Regions from separate parts of the Sorghum bicolor genome. Here region 2 is linked to region 1. A link is a contact called in public HiCAR-type data. All regions are on one chromosome and are shown on one strand. The core of a region is the stretch at or near the end of the contact, and the rest is flanking DNA. Distances in the headings are between cores, read along the strand shown.

Region 1 (5,525 bases), core at 994-3,493:
GTAAACATACACTCCCTCTATTTGAAATTATAAGACGTCTTGGCTTTTCTAGATACATAGCTTTTGCTATGCACCAGAAACAATGTATCCAGACGTTTTGCTTTTCACTAAACTGTCCTTCCTTTCCATACCCTTCTGTGTTTCAACCAATTCTAGAGAAACTGATCTGATTCTGGTATCCAAACAGCCCCTTAGTTTAATTTCTCCAACACACATGTGAATCCAAAGTTCCAAACAAGCCCTTAAATGGTGGAATCATACAAATGAAACAAATTCATCTAACTGAAGGGCAACTTACTATAACGTATGATGCACGGTAGTCAACACAATCACACGGACACCAGCAAATTTATCGACCAACAGTGTTTAACAAACATGTGTAGGGCTGGGAAGTAGTGTGAAATGTTATTCAACCTTATTATTTTGAAACAATTACATGACCGAAACCTCATATAAACAGAAGAAAAGAAGCAAGTTCTACAAATTATAAGTCAGGGTACATGTAGGAACAAAAAAACTCTAACCGACCATGTTTTGAAAAACATAAAAAGAACAATACGTAAGAACAATCTAGATAAACATATACACCCTCCATTCCAAATTATAAGATGTCTTAGCTTTTCTAGATTTATGCTTTTGTTATGTATACTTAGATATATAATATGTCTAGATATATCATAGTAAAAACAATGTATCCAGAAAAGACAAAACACCTTATAAGTTGGGACAGAAGGAGTAAAACTGTAGGGCTGTAGGCTTGACCATAGAGGGGTATGCAAAGGAAGGACTGTCTAGCGAGCTTAGGCCTTGTTTGGATGCACTCAATCTATGTGTATTGGAAATTAAGTTCCACCCCAATCCACTCCAACATATGTGTATTGAGGTAAATACATGTGCATCCAAAGTTCCAAACAAGCCATTAAATGATGGAATCATACAAATGAAATAAATTTGTCTAATGAAGGATATTAAAACTTAATATGACATATGAGGCACAATAGTCAACACAATCACACGGGCACCAGCAAATATATTGACCAACAGTGTTCAACTAGCATGCATAGGGCTGGGAAGTAGTGTGCAATGCTATTCAACCTTATTATTTTGATGAAACAATTACATGACCGAAATCTATGCTCAAACGGAAGGATAGAAGCAAGTGCTACAAATGTTACTTGTTGGTAATAACAAACCTTAGGATCCCCTTCATTTCTCATGAAAATGCACACAGAGAAACTACACAAACATTACTGCAAACACACTATAAATTAGAAGATCTACACAACCATGTTCTGGACCAGAACATCAATCTTATCAGAAAGGATAAACAGATCTCGTTCTGAATAATACACGGCTTTAACTTGCCCAAAAGATTTCTTTTTCTTGCTATTTTAAAAGCCCAAAAGAAGGGATCTCATCTACAACAGTCTGATAGTGTGATTCAAAGATCACTTCGTACCGAGAATACCCTAATAAGGGTTAAAAATAAATAGATATAGGTGCATCCTCACGATTTTTTTACTATATAATATAATAATGCGACAGAAAAAGATCCGATATCCATCATGATTTCACACCACCACAGACCAAAATACGTGTTCATCATGGTCCCTCCTAAATTTACTCCCCGAGAAGAGAAGAACCTACACAAACAAACAAATCCAAAACCCAAGTCGTAAAACCCTAGAACCACCCTATAACCACACCAAGAGTACTGACAACCCCTCTTCCCGTCGATCAAACCCTGAATCCGCACTACTCCTACGACTGATTGACGATTCAACACAGAAACCCCAACCCCCCGGCCTCCCCAAATCGATCAAACCCTACAAACTACAACTAAGGCGGTTTCCCGCACCTCGCGCCACTACCGAATACCGTCCACATATCACAGAGGAACAAAGTACGAAACACAAGTTTTTTCGGTCGGTCGGATGCCTCACCTTGAAGGTGACGTCCCACGCCTCGGCCTGCGGGCCAAAGGGGAAAAACGTCGGCCCAGCCGACGAGCTCCGGTCAGACATCGCGGCGACGGGTCCCCGCGGGAGCCGGGAGGACGAAGTGGCGATCGGGCCGAACCCTAGCGGAGTCAGTCGGCGATCGATTCGGGCGAAACTCTAGGTGCTAGTAGGAAGGAGAGGAGGAGGAGGGGACGGGGGAGTCGCGGGAGAGCGGGCTGCGTAGCCGTGAGCCGCAGCTTGTGGTGGTGGCGGGGGCGGTGCGTGTCGAGTGTCGATGCGGGCAACGCCGGGACACCGGAGCCCCTCTTTATCACGCCTCGTTTGCTTCCACGCGAAGAGATACCCTCTAGCTCTCTAGGCGGTGCGGCTTGCGCAGGGCCCCGCACGTCAGTGACGGAACCACCGCTCGCTTTCCCGGGGTCCAGGGGCCTGCCCGTGAATTTCGAATCTGCTGGGGGTCCTATTCAGCCCGCTTGTCTTGGCGGGACCCGCATGTGGGGCTCGGTGTCAGTGATGGTACATGTATGTGGATAAGGTCGTGGAATAGAAAACTTCCGGTAATTCCAGGATCCTGCATCTTCTTTGGGCGCAAGTCAGGATCTCCTCGCCCGCTGGACCGCGTGCGTTGCCTACGACCCACTGGTGAGTGGGCCCCTTGATTTTTTTTGTCACCTGTATCGGTTGGTAGTTTGTCGCCGAGACGGTGAGGAGAGAAGAGGCTCACGCCGACCTTTTTTTTTCACCATAGCATTTTCATTTATATTTAATAATTATTATTATCTAATTATACGTAATTAAATTTTAAAAAATGTCTCATAAATTATAGGCAAGTAATATAATTAATTATTTTTTATCTATATTTAATACTCTATATATATCACATCGATATAATAAGAAATTTTGAAGATTTTTTAAACTTTTGGTGTAATTAAACGAGGCCTCATTTATTATTTGGCGTGACTGGACGATGCGTGTCAGTGTCAAGAGCCTTTTCTTGGCGTGCAAGGGCACGGCGAGCTGCTGGGATGCTTGGGCTAAGGCCCTGTTTAGTTCCCCGCCAAAAAATTTTTCATCCATCCCATCGAATCTTTGGACACATGCATGTAACATTAAACGTAGATAAAAAAATAAACTAATTACACAGTTTAGTTGAGAATCACGAGACGAATCTTTTAAGCCTAGTTACTCCATGATTAGCCTTAAGTGCTACAGTAACCCACATATGCTAATGACAGATTAATTATGCTTAATAAATTTGTCTTGCAGTTTCCTGACGAGCTATGTAATTTGTTTTTTTATTAGTTTCTAAAAACTCCTCCCGACATCCTTCCGACACATCCGATGTGACACCCAAAAAATTTTCATCCCCAATCTAAACAGGCCCTAAGCAATTGACCACGCCTCCAGGTCGCCGTCGTGGACAGCAGCGATGAAAGCGCACGGCTAGGCCCGATGCAATGTGAATATCATTTGCTGATTTTTTTTGAGCAACATATCATTTGTTGGTGTGAATATTCATACAATCATACTGGTTAGAGTTTTTTTTTGCAAAAATTAATAAAGGTACATTTAAACGGCCCACCAATGGAACGGCATTAGGCCCAAAGGCCCCGATCGCATGTGCTATTTGCAGCCCAAGCAGCTGCAAAATAGAACAGCTGACAGGCCCAAAGGTGATCCGGCCCAGTATCATCAGCAGCATCAGCCCCGCCGAAATCCCCTCGAAAAAATTTCAGCCCCACCGAAAACGTGGAGCTCGGAACTCCGACTCCGAAGCCCTCGCGGCTCGGCGCAGCCACCTCCCGCTGACCCGCTCCCATGGATCCACCGCAAGAGTCGGACGGCGCGCCGGCGAGGAGGCGTCCGGAATCGCAAAAGGATTTCCTCCCAGAAGGGGCTTCCTCCAGCGGCTGCGCCCGCAACGCCGGCGTCCCCACCAGTCAAGCGGCGGCGCAAGGACGTCGCTGGCCAGGCCGCCGCCATGCCGAAGAGAGGCAACACCTCGAGCCTACTCGAGAAGGTAATCTATCTGACCCGGATGTCTGGGTTGGAGGGACTGTTCAGTGGTGCAGTAGCGGGTTTGGGTTGCAAACAATATCAGTAGCTCGGCTCCTTAGAATCTATGTATGTGACGTCAGTGTTAACAAGTGTGTTTTATGTGATGATTAATGTATTAGTGTTTTTATATAGTATATGACGGCCAGTTCTGTGATATTGTGCTGGTAGTCCTTTTGCATCTCTGATTATAACAAGCTGCAGAGAAAAAGAAAACAAAGCTAAATGAAAGAAAGCCCCCATGCTCTGTACATTGCTGCATTTCGCACAAAAAATTCTCAGTTGGTGTTCATTTGGTTCTACTTGATAAATTTAGCAAACTGTGAATTCTTGATGGCAGGAGTTGTTAAACACTTAAACCTCACTTGCATCTATATGGTTTCATTATGGGGTTTATCCCTGTTTCATACTTTCATTGTTTTCTTTGAACTAACTAATCTGTTTGTTGATTGGTGACATCTTAGATGCGTGCAAGGTTATCTGGTGGCCATTTCAGAATGTTAAACGAGAAGCTATACACTTGCAGGTTCGCATTCTACACATCACACTTCTTTTTGGTTTGTTTTTCTGTTGACCGGACTGGATGCTATACTTTCTGTGATTGCATATGACCATTGTTAATTCGTTAGACTATACATACATGGTTGTCTCGTTAGCTCCTATTCTCTCTACAAATACTGATAGTTCATGATAGTGATATGGTGTATCATTACCTCCTACTTTCTGTGATTTGCTAATGCTAACAATTTCCCCATAAGACTTTATATGCTGGTTGCCTTATCAATATTATTATAAAGCATACTGTACTGAATTACTAAAAGGTCTGTTAGACCTTGGAATCCACTTTTTTATGTTTCATTCACATTTTCACACACATATATATTCTTTATCTTTCTCAGTGGAGAGGATGCGTTTGACTACTTCAAAAATGACCCTAATCTTTTTGATGTGGTATGTTATTATTTTATTCTTTCCTGCTTTAATACCAGTATCTGCTAATACTAAAAGAAAGATTCCATCCTGCCATCACATTTTTTTTCTCGAATATGCAGGAGTTGTGTATCATTGCATTAAGAAGAAAAATAGTATACAACGCACTCACACCCCACACAGACACACATACCACCCCTCAGCTAGGGAAACAATACAATATGTGCCTTTGAAAGAATAAACAAACGACCCAGCCAAACACTAAATGGGCCAGTCAATTATCTGGCATCAGCCTCCAAATGGCTAATCTCTAGTGTGGTAGTGCCTGAGAGGTGTGCCTCCTCCAAAATCTATTAAGAATAAGCTGAATGCTAGGGATAGTCTGTTGAACACACAGTCGCTGTCATGCTTCCACAAAGTCCATGCCCCCAAGGTTAGCAAAGTGTTGAGACCTCCTTTTATGTCCCTGGACACCAAGGCAACACTCGTCAACCACCAGCCATAGAACTCCTTGTCTACCAGGATAGGTGAAATCCAGCAAACCATAACGACAGAATAGGAGTGATCACACTTACCTGG
Region 2 (5,326 bases), core at 924-3,423, 220 kb after region 1:
CTATATATAGTTTAACAGCAATGAGAAGCTTCAGGTAGGTACTAGTTTATAAAGCCACTGAAGTAGTACTATACTGTCTGCCAGCAGCAGTTGCATTTTCCATTCTGAACAGATCTTCCATGAGCCTGTTCACCGCATTGCAGACAAGGTGAACCGGAGCACGCCATGGCAGTGGCGCTCGTCTCGTTCACCGATGAGTTGGTCCGGCAAAACATGTTGTCGTGCATAGTCTGAGCCCTTGAACGGCCAGGTCAAACCCTAGGGGCTAGGATGACTGGCAGTGGCAGCAGATCTCAGGTCCGGGTCAGCTCCGATCCTCGCCACGTCGGACATGGGAGTGTGAGCTCCGATTTTATTCCTGAAATGGCCGGATCTTCTGGTCACACCCCTGTTAAAAAGAGGCAAGTACCAAGTGGCCGCGGGCTCTTGATCCGATACATTGATGGTAGTGGTAGCAAGAGACAAGAGAGAGCCTGATGCATGAGGAGAAGTTAACAATGCAGAATAATCATGATTGTATGCATACACTTTTATTTTGGCCAAGAAGCTGCAAGCCTGCTGGTCACCTATCTTATTAGCTCAAGTTTGTGCGCTGGAAGCTGAGAGGAATATTTATGCTAAATTCTCTTTTTGTAAGCCAAAGGCAGAAAGGGCAAACATCGATACGTATTCAGGCAATACGACGAGAAATTAAAATAAAAATCGGAATAGTTTCCTTTTTAAAAGATCGTGTGTTTTAATATTTTTTTTGAATGTGCTAATATAAAAGTTCACCGGTTCTAAATGAGCTAATATATAAAAACTGAAGCTTGTATTTTAAATATAAAACGAAAAAAGAGTGATAATATTTGTAGTCCTATAAGCATCCTATTTATTTGAGCTTATGAGTCAAATTTATCTGTGATTCAATGGTGTTTTTCTCTCGAAATGAATCAGCGAACAGCTATCGTAACTTTTGAGCCAAACGAACATGATTAATTCCTTTTTTTTACTGACAAAATAGTTTTCCTTCCTCCGGACCACGCACCGTTTGCGTCTTTAATTTATTGGCGGAGAGGAAAAGTTGTTCAAAGGCGATCCACTCGACCACTCCATTTAACAAAGCAAGTACACTGCCCACCCGCCTAGTACCTTAGCCTCTAACAAATCGAAAAGACGCCGAAAACGCTAATGAAATCGATTAGGCTACTACCACTAGGGGTAATCGATATAAAGAGAATCCCCGATTAGTCTAACCGTGGAGCTGAAATTCCTACTCCTGCCTGCAACTTTTGTTCAGTAAACTCTAGAGTGAAGGTGGACAATATAAGGAGTGTGAAATAAGTAAATCAGCTCATCATTGTACTACGCTACGACAAAGAACATGCAAGAACTGGTTTCTGGTACGGTGTTGCCAGTGCCAGCCCGGCCCTGCAAAACGGAGCCCATCCTGCTCATCCGATCCCCAGCACAAACCCTGCAAGATCCTACCATTTCTGAGCCGATCGAGCGCAATCGTGACCTTTGCACGGCCACTCGGGTCCCTCTTTCACATGTCCACCAAGTCCATTCCTAATCCCAATTCAAGGCCGATGATGCATCAGCCAAGCCTTCTTTGATTCATGTTCGGCTGGCTGTTTTTTTAGCTAATGCTAATACTGTTTTGTTGTGAAAAAAAATTGTTTCATGTGGACTGATTTTGACTGATAAGCTCAAATGAACATAGATCTTGTTTAGTTCCCAAAAAAATTTGCGGAATTTTTCAGGTTCTCCGTCACCTCGAATCTTTAGACGTATATATGAAGTATTAAATATAGACGAAAATAAAAACTAATTACACAGTTTGGTCGAAATTGACGAGACGGATCTTTTGAGTCTAGTTAGTCCATGATTAGACAATATTTATCCAATACAAACGAAATTGATATTATTCATATTTTGCAAAATATTTTGCAACTAAACAAGGCCTAGTGAAAAGCTACTTCATTTTCGTAGAGACCTCGAGAGCACTAAGACGGTAAGACCATTGCAGTTGCGGCGCATATTCCCCAGCAAACTCCTGATCAAAATCTGAAGACACCTCAGATTAAGATATTAACTGAGGAATTAGCAGCATCTTAAAATATCGCAACTGTTGCATCCCTTGTTTGGCCTCTACTCCTCCTCTCTCCTCCCTCAAAGGCCCCAACCACCTCGCCATGGTATAAGTAGAGCGAGCCACCACACCAAAGGGCCATTTCCAAGGGCTCTACACGAAGTTAGGCGGCCAAAGTGTTTGTGACCAACCCAACCCCCTCTTCTTCCTTGTCCACTGAAAGGTTCAGACTCCCGTTTTAGCAGGGTCACCGAGACAAAGGGGAGCTTGGGTTGGCCTGGCCACGATGAAGTTTATGAAACTCGGCACCCGGCCGGACACCTTCTTCACCGCCGACTCCGTGAGGTGCTGTGTGATTGTTCTGATCTCGCTTCCATTCCATCAGGTTCTGCGTGCGTGCGTTCGTGGTGTTCTGATTGTGTGGTGTCCTTGTGCGTTCGTGCGTCGTCCAGGTCTGTCTGCACGGAGGTGGCCACGGACCTGCAGATCCTCGTCGATAACTGCATCTATCATCTACACAAGGTAATTCACTCAAGAATCACAGATTATTTCCACCCTTTATTATTCAGTTTTCATTATAAGCATGATTCCGTCTGGGAAATGGGAAATTCCCTGATGGGATGACCGCCTGTTGTCATTTTGTTTCTGATGAAGTTCCCCGATCTTGGTTTCCAAGTCTAATTAAGATTCGTTGTTTCTTGGCATTGTCCTGTTTCTGAATGCCGCAGTTCCCTCTGCTCTCGAAATGCATGCTCCTGCAAGCGCTGTGCGCCGACGCCGGCGACGTCGTCGAGCTCCCGGGATTCCCGGGCGGCGCGGAGGCGTTCGAGGCGTGCGCCAAGTACTGCTACGGGATCACCATCACGGTGAGCGCGCGCAACCTCGTCCCGCTCCGGTGCGCGGCGGCGCACCTCGGGATGTCCGAGGCCGCCGACAGGGGCAACCTGGCCGCCAAGCTGGACGCGTTCCTCGCGTCGTGCCTCCTCCGCCGGTGGAAGGACGCGCTGGGCGTGCTCCACTCCACGCGCCACTACGCGCCGCTCTGCGAGGACCTGGGCCTCACGTCCCGCTGCGTCGACGCCGTGGCCGCGCTCATCGTCAGCCCGGACACGGCCTTGCCGGCTAAGTCGTCGACGTCGGCGTCGCCGTGGTGGGCGCACGACATCGCTGAGCTGGGCGTCGACCTCTTCTGGCGGATCATGGTCGCCGTCAAGGCCACGGGCGCCGTACACGAGAAGACCGTCGGCGACGCGCTCAAGGCGTACGCGCGGCGGTGGCTGCCCAACGTCGCCAAGGACGGGCTCTCGCTCTCGGCGGACCAGCCGTTCGACGACCACGACGCAGGCAGTGCGACGGACGTGAAGCAGGTCACCACGAGGCACCGCCTCCTGCTCGAGAAGATCGTGAGCCTGCTCCCGGCGGAGAGGGACGCCGTCTCCTGCGGCTTCTTGCTCAAGCTCCTCAAGGCCGCCAACATCCTGAGCGCGTCCCCGGCGTCCAAGTTGGAGCTGGTCAGGAGGGTGGCGTGGCAGCTGGAGGAGGCCAGCGTCGCCGACCTGCTGGTCCCGTCGCTGTCCTGCGTCAGCGAGACGCTGTACGACGTGGACGCCGTGTCGGCCATCCTCGACGAGTTCGCGCTGCGGTGCGCGGCGGTCCCGCCGGCGCCGCCGGCGGCGCTGGCTCTGTCCGGGAGCCCCGACGACGACAGCTCGGCGCACTCGGGCGGGCACCGGCGGTCACGCTCGGCGGAGAGCGTGAGCTTCGACGGCACGCGACGCTCCTTGTCAGCCGCACCCGTGTCGCAGGGCGCTCTGGTGCAGGTGGGCAAGTTGGTGGACGGGTTCTTGATTGAGGTGGCCAAGGACCCCAACATGCCGCTGGACAAGCTGCTCGCCATTGCCGAGGCCGTGCCAGACAGCGCACGGCCGGAGCACGATGGCGTGTACAAAGTCGTCGACACATACCTCAAGGTATCCCATTTTCTTTTCTGTTTTATTACTCCTCTCCATTTCCATCCATGGTTGGTTACATACAAAAAAAAATCTGAACTTTGGATTATATGTGACAAGATAATCTTCTGTGGTCAAACATTGCATGTTTGCATTGATCTTGCTGTATTAATCTTTGTCTTTCGGTTAATTTTATTTATCAGGCGCATCCGGAGATGAGCAAAAGCGGGAGAAAGCGGCTGTGCCGGCTGCTCAACTGCCGGAAGCTGTCGGAGAAGGCGTGCACGCACGCGGCGCAGAACGAGCTCCTGCCGCTGCGCGTGGTGGTGCAGGTGCTCTTCTTCGAGCACGCGCGCGCCGCGGCGCTGGCGTCGGGCGGTGGGCATGCCGCCGTGGCCGCCACGGCGGACCTGCCGAGCAACATCCGGGCGCTGCTGTCCAACAAGTCCGGGTCGTCGGAGGACGAGGAGGCGGACCGCGTCGACGAGCAGCGGCTCCGGGCGCTGGCCGCCGGCGGGTCCCCCGGCGACGACTGGAGCGTGGAGGGCCTCCGCCGCGCGGCGTCCAAGATCGCCACGCTGCGGATGAAGCTGGCGGAGGACGAGGACTACGAGGACCGCGATGCCGACGAGTTCGCGCGCAAGGCCAGGCTGGCGCGCAGCGCGTCGCTGCGGTTCAGGGCGTTCTGCGCCATCCCCGCCGGGAAGCCGAAGCGGATGCTCAGCAAGCTGTGGCCGCTGGGCAGAAGCGGCGTTAGCCACTAGTAGCAGCAGCCATTGTTAGGTCCTGTGATCTCCTGTTTTTCTTTTTCTTCATTTTTCCCCTGAGGGTGATTTGTTTGTCTCTTCTTCTACTAGTAATTCTTCTTCCTCCTCTTTTGAGTTACACTTCCAAGGCAAATTGTACCTTGCATGTAGTAGTTGTAATTTCGACGGCCGTAATAAAAGATAGAAATTGCACAGGCAACTTATTCATTTGTAAGCTGATTGAGCTTGGCAAACTAGTGATGAACAAATCAGTGTCTGGCTGTCTGCTAAAAATAATGCCCATTCTCATCTATAAATAAAAAACTAAAAAAACAAACTCTTTTTTTTACTCAGTCACGATGATGAGATGATGATGATTGATTTCAGTGCCTCACATTTCATAGTACCGACTACAGAGTGGCCATCACTTACGCAACATTTCTGTTTCTAAATTCAAGCAGCCTGTGATTGCCATCCACTTGGAGACACACAGACAGACCGGCATGAAAAATCTACAAATCCACGAACGGAATCCGGATCGAATCGAAATCCACAAA

The links. HiCAR-type assays count read pairs that join an accessible place to other places.
Region 2: a contact with region 1 is called in a HiCAR-type map of leaf, with 10 times the contacts expected there. The contact joins the promoter of LOC8070601 here to the promoter of LOC8070589 in region 1. A contact is called at or near these places in 1 of 4 Hi-C or Micro-C datasets (leaf mesophyll) and 1 of 1 datasets of contacts at active chromatin or transcription factors (leaf).

What each region holds. Positions count from the first base shown.
Region 1 is chr4:55,081,140-55,086,664 of Sorghum_bicolor_NCBIv3, forward strand. LOC8070589 (protein NBR1 homolog) reads right to left here and starts at 2,244. Exons shown (of 7, transcript XM_002454062.2): 1 at 1,944-2,244. The coding sequence starts at 2,024. It overlaps LOC8070591 (serine/threonine-protein kinase HT1), which reads left to right and starts at 4,953. Exons shown (of 13, transcript XM_002452332.2): 1 at 4,953-4,967.
Region 2 is chr4:55,297,360-55,302,685 of Sorghum_bicolor_NCBIv3, forward strand. LOC8070601 (BTB/POZ domain-containing protein At1g67900) reads left to right here and starts at 2,174. Exons shown (of 4, transcript XM_002452342.2): 1 at 2,174-2,419; 2 at 2,527-2,596; 3 at 2,803-4,044; 4 at 4,227-4,997. The coding sequence starts at 2,361. The coding sequence ends at 4,787.